3 separate regions of the Mus musculus genome follow, and all the other regions are linked to region 2. Evidence: chromatin contacts called from public ChIA-PET and promoter capture Hi-C data. All regions are on one chromosome and are shown on one strand. The core of a region is the stretch at or near the end of the contact, and the rest is flanking DNA. Distances in the headings are between cores, read along the strand shown.

What was found. ChIA-PET counts read pairs in DNA pulled down with a chosen protein or histone mark. Capture Hi-C pulls out chosen DNA fragments and counts their contacts.
Region 1: a contact with region 2 is called in a promoter capture Hi-C map of liver, with 4 times the contacts expected there. The contact joins the promoter of Polg2 here to the promoter of Strada in region 2. A contact is called at or near these places in 5 of 39 promoter capture datasets (hippocampal neurons, liver, neural stem cells and 1 more), 2 of 484 Hi-C or Micro-C datasets (B cells and muscle stem cells), 4 of 115 datasets of contacts at active chromatin or transcription factors (astrocytes, effector CD8 T cells, embryonic forebrain and 1 more) and 2 of 9 other capture datasets (adipose tissue and liver).
Region 3: an RNA polymerase II ChIA-PET map of memory CD8 T cells shows a contact between it and region 2, with 18 read pairs. The contact joins the promoter of Milr1 here to the promoter of Strada in region 2. A contact is called at or near these places in 5 of 39 promoter capture datasets (cranial neural crest, frontonasal cranial neural crest, liver and 2 more), 4 of 115 datasets of contacts at active chromatin or transcription factors (effector CD8 T cells, embryonic stem cells, memory CD8 T cells and 1 more) and 1 of 9 other capture datasets (liver).

Annotation. Positions count from the first base shown.
Region 1 is chr11:106,778,057-106,781,931 of GRCm38.p6, forward strand. Polg2 (polymerase (DNA directed), gamma 2, accessory subunit) reads right to left here and starts at 1,481. Exons shown (of 8, transcript NM_015810.2): 1 at 903-1,481. The coding sequence starts at 1,386. It overlaps Ddx5 (DEAD box helicase 5), which reads right to left. Exons shown (of 13, transcript NM_007840.3): 13 at 2,300-3,875. The coding sequence ends at 3,794.
Region 2 is chr11:106,191,566-106,195,355 of GRCm38.p6, forward strand. Strada (STE20-related kinase adaptor alpha) reads right to left here and starts at 2,038. Exons shown (of 13, transcript NM_001252448.1): 1 at 1,901-2,038.
Region 3 is chr11:106,749,182-106,752,718 of GRCm38.p6, forward strand. Milr1 (mast cell immunoglobulin like receptor 1) reads left to right here and starts at 2,045. Exons shown (of 7, transcript NM_001033435.3): 1 at 2,045-2,208; 2 at 2,453-2,494. The coding sequence starts at 2,103.

The DNA of each region.
Region 1 (3,875 bases), core at 231-2,730, 590 kb after region 2:
AAAGACTGAGAGGTAAAAAACAGCTGATGTTTGGGGGACATGGTGAGACTGTTTAATCAATCAATACCAAGAATACAGGATAAAATATACTACAATCTAATTGCATTTATCACCGGCTTGCTTTATTTTGCTTTAAAAATTTAAGGTTACAGTATATACTAATTTTCACAAGCTTGGATTTGTAAGGTGTTGTTAGCTACTCCATACTGCTAAACGGCAGAGGCAGCATTTCCGAATTTGTTATATTTGACTTTAAAGATGTGTATCTCATCTTCTAGCTGACAAGCTAAAAAATTACCTGGCAAAAAACCCCACAAAAAAAAAAAAAACAAAACAAAGCAACAAACCAAAAACAAACAAACAAACAAAAAACACCAAGAAAAACCTGAGTTGCCAGGCAGTGGTGGCGCACGCCTTTAATCCTAGCACTTGGGAGGCAGAGGCAGGCAGATTTCCGAGTTCGAGGCCAGCCTGGTCTATAGAGTGAGTTCCAGGACAGCCAGGGCTACACAGGGAAACTCTGTCTCAAAAAAAAAAAAAAAAAAAAAAAAAAAAAGAAAAACCTGAGTTGATAATTGTATTTAAAACTGGAACAGAGGAAGTCTTTGAAAATGCCTTGGTATCAATGAAAGCATGTGACTGATTTATATAAGGTCCTACCTCTATAGTTTTAGGTTTGCTCGTCAAACTGAATGCTTTACAAATTTCTTCAGGAATGATGCCTCGGACCTTTGCCTCAAGGTGGATCACTCTGATGTTATTAAAAAAAAAAAAAAAAAAAAAAAAAGGAACCTGGTCACTTCTTTGCCTGGAAGCCTAGGGCCGTTGCTGTCTCCAAACTCGTGCAAGACTGCTTTTCCACCCCAAATCTGTTCAGAAGCACGAAACGCGAAGAGCCATACCGTGAAGAAGAGTCGCCCGTAGTTTCCCAGAAGTTTTTAATAAGTTCTCAAGAAATGCCACTAGCTGTTCCTTACTCGGCTCTCTGTCTTGCAAGATTTCGCGTATACTTTCTGGAGAGACTAACCTGAAGGCACTGTCCCTCGGCTGCGAAGAGCCCGGCTCCTGGTGGAGGGAGTCCACCGCGAAGACCTGCTCCCTGAACACCACCATAGAGGACCACCACTGTGAGGCTAGGTTCTTTCGTAACTCTACACCCAAAGGTCCAAAGCGCGCGTGGCACCCGCTCAGCAGAGCAGCCGTGCTGAGCTGCTGCGGCGTCCCGCTGAAAAAGTGCCTCCTCCGGCAGAGGTCTACCAGCGCCTCGCGGGCCACCGCATGCTCGGGGGCGTCAGGCTGCTGCGTCCCATCTGCGGGACCCGCGTACCCGGACAGCCAGCACCTGCAGGCCCTGCGGCAGGCCCTGGCGCCGCCACCGCAGCGCATCGCTTCAGGAGTCGGAACACCAGCACCTCCCGTGCAGAGCCGCAGTTTCAAACCTACACCAGCACCAGGGCCTGGGGTGCAGGCACAGCGGAAATGGACGTGCTGTAGACCACGCCCCCGGAAGAGCGTCACCCGCTGCTGAGCAGCAGCCGCCTTGGGCGTATCCCGGCCTCCGCGGCTGACGCCAGCGTCTGATTGTTTACTACCTTTGGGATTTTCCGTTTGGTAACTCCACCTGCCTCACATTCACTTGTTTAGCTTTTACCACAATCCTGTTACTATAGAGTTAGCATCAGGTTTTCCGAGCTGCCAAACAAAACGAAAAAAACCCCTTCCAAAATGTTGTCCTGGACGGTACTGATGTGAGGCTTAGCGTTCAGTCTCCAAGGGAATGTGTTGTGCACTTTTAGTTTATACTAATGCTGGCAAACATTATCACCAATGGCCACTCCACTCTCTCCCGGGTGTGGCTGGACAGACAGGGTGACCAGGTCTTAAAAAGGGCTTCGGGAATTTATTAACCACCTCCTTAAAAAGAATTTTTTTTTTTTTTTTTAAAGATTTGTGAGTTGCTGTCTTCAGACACACCAGAAGAGGCCATCACTACAGGTGGTTGTGAGGCACCGTATGGTTGCTGGAAGAGCAGTGCTCTTAACCTCTGTACTTCCCTTCTCGTAGAAATCAGTTAATACCTGACTAGGACAAAGGGGTGTTTTTGATACTGGAGTTTGATTATAAGGTGCAGGACTGTTGTGGTAGCTCACTCCTATGTTAACATATGCATAAGGGACAATCTCTGACTTCAAGGCCAGCTTGGCCTATGTATCAAATTCCAGGATAGCTGGAATGGGGAAGGCGGGGGTGCAAAAACCCAGGTAAGAGGCCTCTACGCGAATAAATAAATGAAGAGAATGGGGAGAAAAATCACATTTATTAGTTAAGACAACCACAGGCTGGACACAACACACATGCTAAAAAGTGGACTGTCTTTTAAAACTTCAAAGGTAATTTTTTCCAAGCCCCACAATCATTTCCATAATTATTTACAAAATAAAAGGTCCACATTAAGACATTGAACAGTAAAATATGTAATAAATGCTCCAATCTACACCTATACTTAAAAATCATGAATCTGACTAGCCATGCCATTGAAAACCACTCAGTACTAGAGGATGAACCAGTTTTCAATGTTATCAGCCCTGGAAAACACGCCCAGCTCCCACCCCCAGCACATTCTATTTTGTTTTAACATTTTATAAATAAGGCATTAACAATAAGCCCATTTTAAAAACAAAAAGTTAAATAACTTCCTTTAAGACTTTTGTCCTGGGCAAAAAACACACCAATTTTTTGGGAAGACATTTAGACCTACTTATAGCCATTCTGAAACAAAGCTGTTTGCTGGTGATCCTACTTAAATCTAAAGCTTTCCCCCCAATCCTTCTAGCTGTTAAGCCCATAGTGAACCTAACCCGAAAACTTTACTGTGCTTTTGGTTATGTCGTCTTCCTTGTGACTAGCCTACAAGACCCCTAAAATCCCCTGAAATAATGTGGAGACATTCCTGACTTCCAGGTGTGGCTATAAGCACTCTGGCAAGTCCTCGAGGACTAGGAACCTACAAGGTAATCCTGCACTAAAGACACAGTGCACACAGCTCTTGGGCTAACAGTCTTTCAGCTTCGCACATTTCGGCAGTTGACAACAAAACCAAGAGATGGAATAAAATTTTGATAAAGCAAAAATGTCATTACTTAAAACTGTTTTGCAAAAGAAATCAACATGTATTTATATAGTTACTGTCCTGTAGTTCACTCTTAAGGAAAATAGGCTATTAAATGACTTACTTCCCTGATACTGAAAAATGACAAAGCTTTTATCCAATAAATCTGGAATTATAAAATCCATTGTCTCTAACTTCTTCCCATACAAACAGATCATCCTAAGGGCCTTCTGAGTTCCTCTCCTAAATCCAGGAATGGGAAGTAGTCAACTTTCCTTGTGTAAAAATAAACACCAAAACAAAAATCCCCCCCAAAAACACTATCTAAGCCAAGTTGTACATGACATTATATATGTAAAATAAAGTACAATTTCACTTAATTCAGTCTTCAAATATCTTTTATTGGAAGGCCATGCATTGCCTTCATTTATTGTATTTGAAATCACTGTACAGTTACTTTTGTGAAAACACTGCCTGCATTTTCTAGTACAAAAAAAACCTAAAAATTGTTTCAGGAATGTAGAGAAATATCCAACTTAAATAGCGAAAAAAGTGCACCATAATTACTGCTGCACTGCAGTCATTTCTGCATTTCCCATGTTTCTTAAATAACTATCTTGTCTGATAACACACAATATAAAGAGCAATTATGAAAAACAGACATTTACATATACTTCTAAAGTCTTATTGAGAATACCCTGTTGGCATGGGATAGCCAATCATAGGCGCAGCAGCTGCGGTAGCAGGATATGCATATGCCTGTTGG
Region 2 (3,790 bases), core at 788-3,287:
TGAAGGCTTGCAGGAGGGGTGCACATCAGATGTCTTCCTCTGTTGATCTCTGCCAAGTTCAAGTTTAATGAAGGTTGACTAATGTTGAGGATTCTATCTTCCAAGAAGCAGGGATAGCAATTTGTGAGAAAAGTAGTACTTGATGTTTAAAAGGAGGTTAGAGATGGCTTGGTGGATTTAAAGATCACCAGCTAAGGCTGTAAAAGTGGCAGAAATCCACAGCTGAGAATGATAGCTCATGTGTGGATTCTCAGCCCTCAGTAGACAGAGACAGGAGGATCAGGAATTCAACATCACACTTGGCTACAGTCTCTTTTGAAAAAAAGAAGAGACAGAGTGTAGTCTATAGACTCCACTTCCCTTTTTGTCCCCAGTCTATTGTTGACACTCAGTACCCTCTATTACAGCAGCGCTCCCACTAACCACCTACATTCCTCACCTTAGCTTTTTCCCCTCAAGGCAAGGTTTCTCTGTGTAGCCTTGGCTGTCCAGGAACTCACTCTGTAGATGAGGCTGGCCTCGAACTCACAGAGATCCGCCTGCCTCTGCCTCCCGAGTGCTGGGATTAAAGGCATATACCATCATGCCTGGCTCTCACATTAACTATTACACTTACCAATGTGTGTATATGTATGTATATATGTGTATATATATGTATGTGCTTGTGTGTGTATGTATGTATATATTTATGTGTGTACCTGTTTCTATGCTTGGTGAAGCTAAAGGACATTGTGTATTCTACTCTATCACTCTGGACACAGGCTGACAGCCAGCAAGCTCTGGTGTTTCTCTTGTCACAGGCTCATGGCCACACATGGCTCTCTACATGAGTTCTGGAGACGGCAGCATATCTTCCTATCTACAGAGACACCTCTCCAACCACCCAACCATACTATCGCCTCATTATCTCTCCCACTACAACAGGTACCGATAGGAGAATTCACTTGTTCTGACAGACTTTTTTTTCTTCTATTTTTACCGCTGGTCCTCCAAACTTTATGTCGGAGGTCACAACTATAAACCCAGCCAAAAAATCTTCTAAGAAACCTAATTAAAGGGTGAAGAGAGTTGACCAGTTTCCGTACTATAACTAATGGTTAAACTATTAAGTTCCTGCACTACGGCAGAAGCAAGTTAGCAATTTTCTTTTTGGTAGTGTGGAGAATGGAAAGCAAGTCCGCACTGATGTTAATCAAGAACTCAGGCGCTGAGCCACGCCCACAGTCTCAAATTTGGTTAATCAACCCTCAAGGATCTGAGTCAGTCTCAGGTGTTGGGTACCTCCGGATAAGGTTATCAACTATCATGAAGACCCATCCAAACACTGGAACATAGTTCTACTTCAACGGGTATTTCAGTAAGACCGAGTCCAACCGTCTGGGAGAAAGGGGTCAAATTGAAGTACCTTAGGGTCTTAGCAGAAGACTGAGTTGAGAAGTTATCTATTTCCTAAAATTATGAACAATTTTATTTAGCCACTCCCCTTCTGTCATGCTCACTCTCCGCCACCATACTCGGTCCCCAAAACTGCTGGGACACTTAAGACAACACATTTAGAAACTCTTCGTTTTGACCAAAGCAGAGAATAGCTCTGATCTTGCTTCCGTATGAGAACTCAACCCCATTTGGAAGCCCCGGAAAAGGTGGGGAGGCCATGCGGTAGCTAGCCTCTCCGGTCCGGCAACTCTGCTCAGCATCTCCCCAGCCAGGCCCAAGCCTAATTTTGCTCTCAGGCTGTAACCTCAATGCGGGAACCCAGAACCCAGGTTAAATGAGGGCCAGAGGAGGGCGAGGGTGAGCCGGGATGGCCACTTGAGGCTCACCCCCGAGGACACGGACTCGGAGTCTGGCAAGAGGGATTATCCCTGGGAGCGCACCAGGCGGCTCCGCCACCGGGTACCTGGTCTAGGAGTCAGAGCGCAGTACCGACTCCGTCTCGGCTCCGCCTCCTCAGTTTTGTAGCCGCGCTGCCGCCAGGCCGGTTGCTGGGAGGGAGGTACGCAACGTGACATGCGCAGTGGAGGGACCCAGGGAGACTGGCCGAGCCTCGCCCCTCCCCTTCACGGAACAAGCCCCTCCTACTCCCGCCCCACGGAGGAAGTCCCGCCCCTCCCCTACGGAGAAGCCCTGCTTTGCCCCACCCAAGAAGGGAGCTCCGCCTCTTGCCTCCAGCAGAGGAAGTCCTGCCTTGCCCGGTTCTCAGAAGATGCTCCGCCTTACCCCCTGCCCACTAAGGACTCTGCTTCGTCTCGCCTCGCTTCACCCCACCCATCCCAGTGGAGGAAGCTCCGCTTTTCCCCAGAGAGAGCTTCTGCTTCCATCCCACGTTACCGTTACCGGACATGCTAGACCCGCAGTCGCTTCGTCAGGGAGAGAGTTATTAACTAGTCTTTTTTCCCCTTTGCTGAGGTCGTTCCTTATCTAGGACGAAGGCAGGTTTCCCCACGTATGTGGAAGCGAAAGACCTTGTCATTGTTGCAGTTCCAAAGGACCCTAGAGTCTCCCTCGAGTCTCTGTACCCCTCCTAACCCAGCAGCAAGAAAAGGGGCAAGGGCTAACTATAGCTATTGACTTGGCTACCAGGGGTATTCCCACCCCTCATCCCACACTCTGCGGTTCCCAAATCCCAGGTGCCATTTCACCTGGTAGGACTCCAATTGAAAAACAAGTCTTTCTTGGGTCAGTCTCAGGCAATAGAACAACAAAGAGGAAACTTACCCTTTGTGCCCAAAGTTCCTTCTCCTTAAAGCACAGAAAATAGCTCAACTAAACGAGAGCTATGGTTTGTTTTTTGTTGGGGTTTTTTTTTTTTTTTTTTTTGTCCCTAAGTGCTTCATAACTATTTTTTGGTAGTGAGGTATTTTTGAGATAGTGTCGCATGTAGTCTGGACTGGCCTTCAGATCAGCTTCCCTCTGCCTCTGCTGGGATGGGATTAAAGACTTGGTGGTATGTCCTCTATTAGCAGAAACCTGTGATGAGTTTGCCTTTATGAAAAAAGACAGCAGGGGCCAAACCATATAGGACTAATAAAATGAGGACTCCGTTTTATCATGAAGTGATTTTTAGTCACTTCAGTTACTGTGGAGTGAGGGCCCAATACATCTGTGTACATACTGTCAAGTAATGAATACTTGTTTTTTTTCCTGTCTCAGATTTATACCAGTCGACTAACTTCCAAGAATTTTAAGTTTGGCCACATCATACAGGAACTTGGAAACGCACACTACCCTCACCTGAAGATCTCAATGTTTTACACACAGCTGTAACCTTGCCTAGTGCGTTTAACATGCCAAATTTGTTCTCAGTCTCACCACATTTCATCATCAAACAAACATCACGAACTCACAAAAAGCAAGGGGACTGGAGGAAAATGCAGTTTCTGCCAGTTCACATGGTCTTTGGAATCCAGAATATTAGGGAAAGCAATACCTGAAAAGGTGTCAAGCTTCGGTTTTTATTTTTTCATATGTTGTGTGTGTACTTGTACTTGAATGTACTTGTGTGTGTGTGTATGTGCGCGCAGAAGCAGGCGGAGGAACTGGATGGGGTGACAGATAGTTGCCGGTGCTTGATCCTTTCCAAGAGCAGCAAATGCATCTTTCTGCTGACCCAGCTCTCCAGCCCCAAACTCTGAGACAGGGTCTCACATCTAGTCCAGGCTAACCAGACTGGCCTTAAATTTGGTAAACCCCGTCTCTTCTGGGATTATAGGTGTGAACCACTGCGCCGGGCTCTAATTGCCAAGGCAACCTCAAATTGAGTTTTTCTTTCTCCTTTCTTTCCCTTCCC
Region 3 (3,537 bases), core at 795-3,294, 560 kb after region 2:
TTAAAAGTACACCTGAAAGCTCTAGAACAAAAGTAAGCAAACACACCCAAAAGGAGTAGATAGCTGGAGATGATGAAACTCGGACCTGAAATTGTTCAATTAGAAACAAACAGTACAAAGAATCAACAAAACCAAGAAAGACAAACAAGATAGACAAACACTTAGCCACACTAATAGGCAGAGAGGGCAGAGAGACAGTACCAAAATTAAGACAATCAGAGATAAAAAGGGAGACATAAGGACTCTGGGGAAGTTCAAAGATTCACTAGGTCTTCAAAAGCCTGCACTTCACAAAACTGGAAAATCTAAAAGGAATGGATGATTTTGTCGACAAATACTAAGTACCAAAGTTAAATCAAGATCAGGTAAATATTTAAACATCCCTATAACCCCTAAAGAAATAGAAGCAGTCATTAAAACTCTCCCAACCAAAAAATGCCCAGGGCCAGAAGGTTTTAGCGAAGAATTCTACCAGACTTTTAAAGAAGAGCTAATGCCAATACTCCTTAAATTAGTCCACAAAATAAAAACAGAAGGAACATTGCTAAACTCATTCTATGAGGCCACAGACATCCTGAACCACACAAAGACTTAACAAAGAAAGAGAACTTAAGGGGCTGAAGAGATGGCTCAGTGGGTAAAAGCACCCGACTGCTCTTCCGAAGGTCCGGAGTTCAAATCCCAGCAACCACATGGTGGCTCACAACCATCCGTAACGAGATCTGACTCCCACTTCTGGAGTGTCTGAAGACAAGCTACAGTGTACTTACATATAATAAATAAATAAACAAGTATTAAAAAAAAGAGAACTTCAGACTAATTTCCCTTATGAACATTGATGTAAAAATACTCAATAAAATATTTGCAAACCAAACCCAAGAAGACATCATCTACCAAGCAAGATGCTAGAGAGGCAGGAGGGTGGCCGGAAGGTCTTACAGAGCAGCCTGGTGTGACTTACCTCCAGAGGTGATGAGAGGAGCTGAGAGCAATGTTGCTGAGGTTCTGGTCTGAATACGCCGACCTGAGAAGAGTGTGCCAAAGGACTCTCTGAATCCCTCCTCCAATTACCTTCAGGCTGCATGTATAGAAGATGTACCTTATACATCTGGAACCTGTCTCTCACCTCATAGGCAGCTAGGAAGTGTGTGTGTGTGTGCGCGCGTGTGTGTGCGTGTGTGCGTGTGTGGTGTGAAAGTGTTGATCCCATTGGGTGAAAGTAAGAACACTATCACAGTTTTTGAGCCAAATTGCTATGCTGGCTAAGACAATCCATCCTCAGGATTCCGGGAGTATGTCACCAAGGTACATTAATCGGAGGTTTATAAAGAAAGGCAAACCCCAAAAGGCTACATACTTTCCACCTTTGTCCAATCAGGAGCAAGCAAACATCCTGGCATACTCTCTGCTTATGTACCTCCAGCCTACATTCGATCAAACACATCCTGTGCAGATGGGGCAACCAAGCTTGTCTAAAGAAGCAAACAAAGGACTTGTAATCTTAAATGAACAACGGCCGACAGCACGCCAGGAAGTTCTCTGTGCTCTGGAGAGTAGGGCTTACTTGTCAGAGGCATTTTTCATTTTTCTTTTAGGAGGGGGAAGGGAGATGGGGGGGGGAGAGGGGGAGGGTGAGGGGGAGGAAGAGAGAGAGAGAGAGAGAGAGAGAGAGAGAGAGAGAGAGAGAGAGAGAATATAAAAGATCCATTATCGGGGCTGGTGAGTGAGATGGCTCAGTGGTTAAGAGCACTGACTGCTCTTCTGGAGGTCATGAGTTCAAATCCCAGCAACCACATGGTGGCTCACAACTATCTGTAATGAAAAACAAATAAAAAAACCTATGGGCCGGAGTGAAAGGGAAGGGGAAAAAAGGGGGAAAGAAGGGGGAAAAAAAAGAAAGATCCGTTATCACCAAGCAGCAGCTCTAAGTGAGATAGGAGACCTTGCGGTCTGAGCAGCTGTTCCAGTAATATGAAGGACAGTTAAACCAACGAGTCATAGGTCCTGTTGAGTAAACTTGTCTAAATCCTCTCATTTCCTGTGTGTGGTTGGGAAGAGGAATCTCAGAAGCCGAGCCCCATTCTGTAGTAACTCAATTAACCATGGGCGATGGTGACTCGCCAATGTGCCTCTCTGCCGTTTCATTCAAGGGAATAAGATGCTGGCTGGACAAACTGTTACTTTGGGCTCTTACAATTTCTATCACACGTAAGCCTGATTCGATATTTTAAGAATTGACTCTGGGACGGGGGGGCCAGCACTTGGTGGAGCAAAGGCAGGTGGATCTCTGTGGAGCCAGCCTGATCTACACAGAGTTCATGGCCAGCCAGGGCTACCTAGAGAGACCCTGTCTTGAAAAGTCAAAGACGAAAAAACAAACAAGAATCATCTCTCAAAATAATCACATGGGAAATGAGGTTTTTTTTCTCTAATCTTCCATTTTCTCTTTCAGTTCAGAATGCTGCAGTGGATTGTACGAGGGTGGAAAATAACGGTAAGTTTCATTTCCTGAAAGTATGGGCATCAAAATGGTCAGATAGCTGACTCTGAACATGAGCGTTCACTTACTGGGATTTCTGTGTTTTTAGATCGGCAACCAAGAGCAAAGCCTTTCTATTATCTGCTAGGAGGCCAATGAGCTGAGGTTTAGAGAGGGCATTAATTGTAGCAATTTTGTTTTTCCACCTGAAACTTGGCCGGGCAAAATCTGAGATTGTTTTTTACCATGAAAACCTCCAAACTTCCTTTGTTATCACTTTTAGCTAGAAAACCCTCCCGTGATTTTTGTAAATTTTTATTAATTTATTTACTTTTGAGGCTGAGCCTCATGTAGGTCAGGCTGGCCTCAAACTCTATTACGTGGCCAAGGCTAAACTAGACTAACTCCTAAACTCTCAAATGCTGGGACCCAGCCCACCATGCCCACTCAAACCCCTTTTAAATTAATTCAGGCAACTAGTACTATGCCTAGGTAGAGCTCTACTGTGGAGTCAGAGTGCTTTGCTGCTGAGCCTGGCTTGCTGCTGCCCAGCTGGCAAGCCGGGCACACAAACTAATGACTTTTGAGGGTGGTTTCTTTCATCGGTGAGAAGGGGTGGCCCCAATCCTGGTTCCTCTGCAGTCTTTGCGGCACATCGGTCCTTCCGTGTAAGCTAACCACATAAAGTTGAAAGTGCTGTTGTGTGCAACCCAGCCTGTCTTCCCTCCCCTCCCCTCCCCATCCCGAAGCAGGCAGCTTCTTTCTGTGGACTGTTGGTGATAAGATCTTGCTACATAGCCTAGCACTCACTATGTAGCCGAAGCTGATGCTGAACTCATGAGAATCCTTCTGCTTCAGCCTGTTAAGTCCTGAGTGTGGGAGAGCACACAGTGGAGCAGTCTAGATGGACATCTTTGCGTCGGTCTGTGGTGTCAGAGTTTATTGAATAGCAATAAATTCACCAGCTATGTTGCTTCTCTTGGCTGTGATTTTCCAAGCAGTCCTGATTTCTCTTGATAGCCAGCAGTCAGTAAACATGAGTTCTTTTATTCCAATTT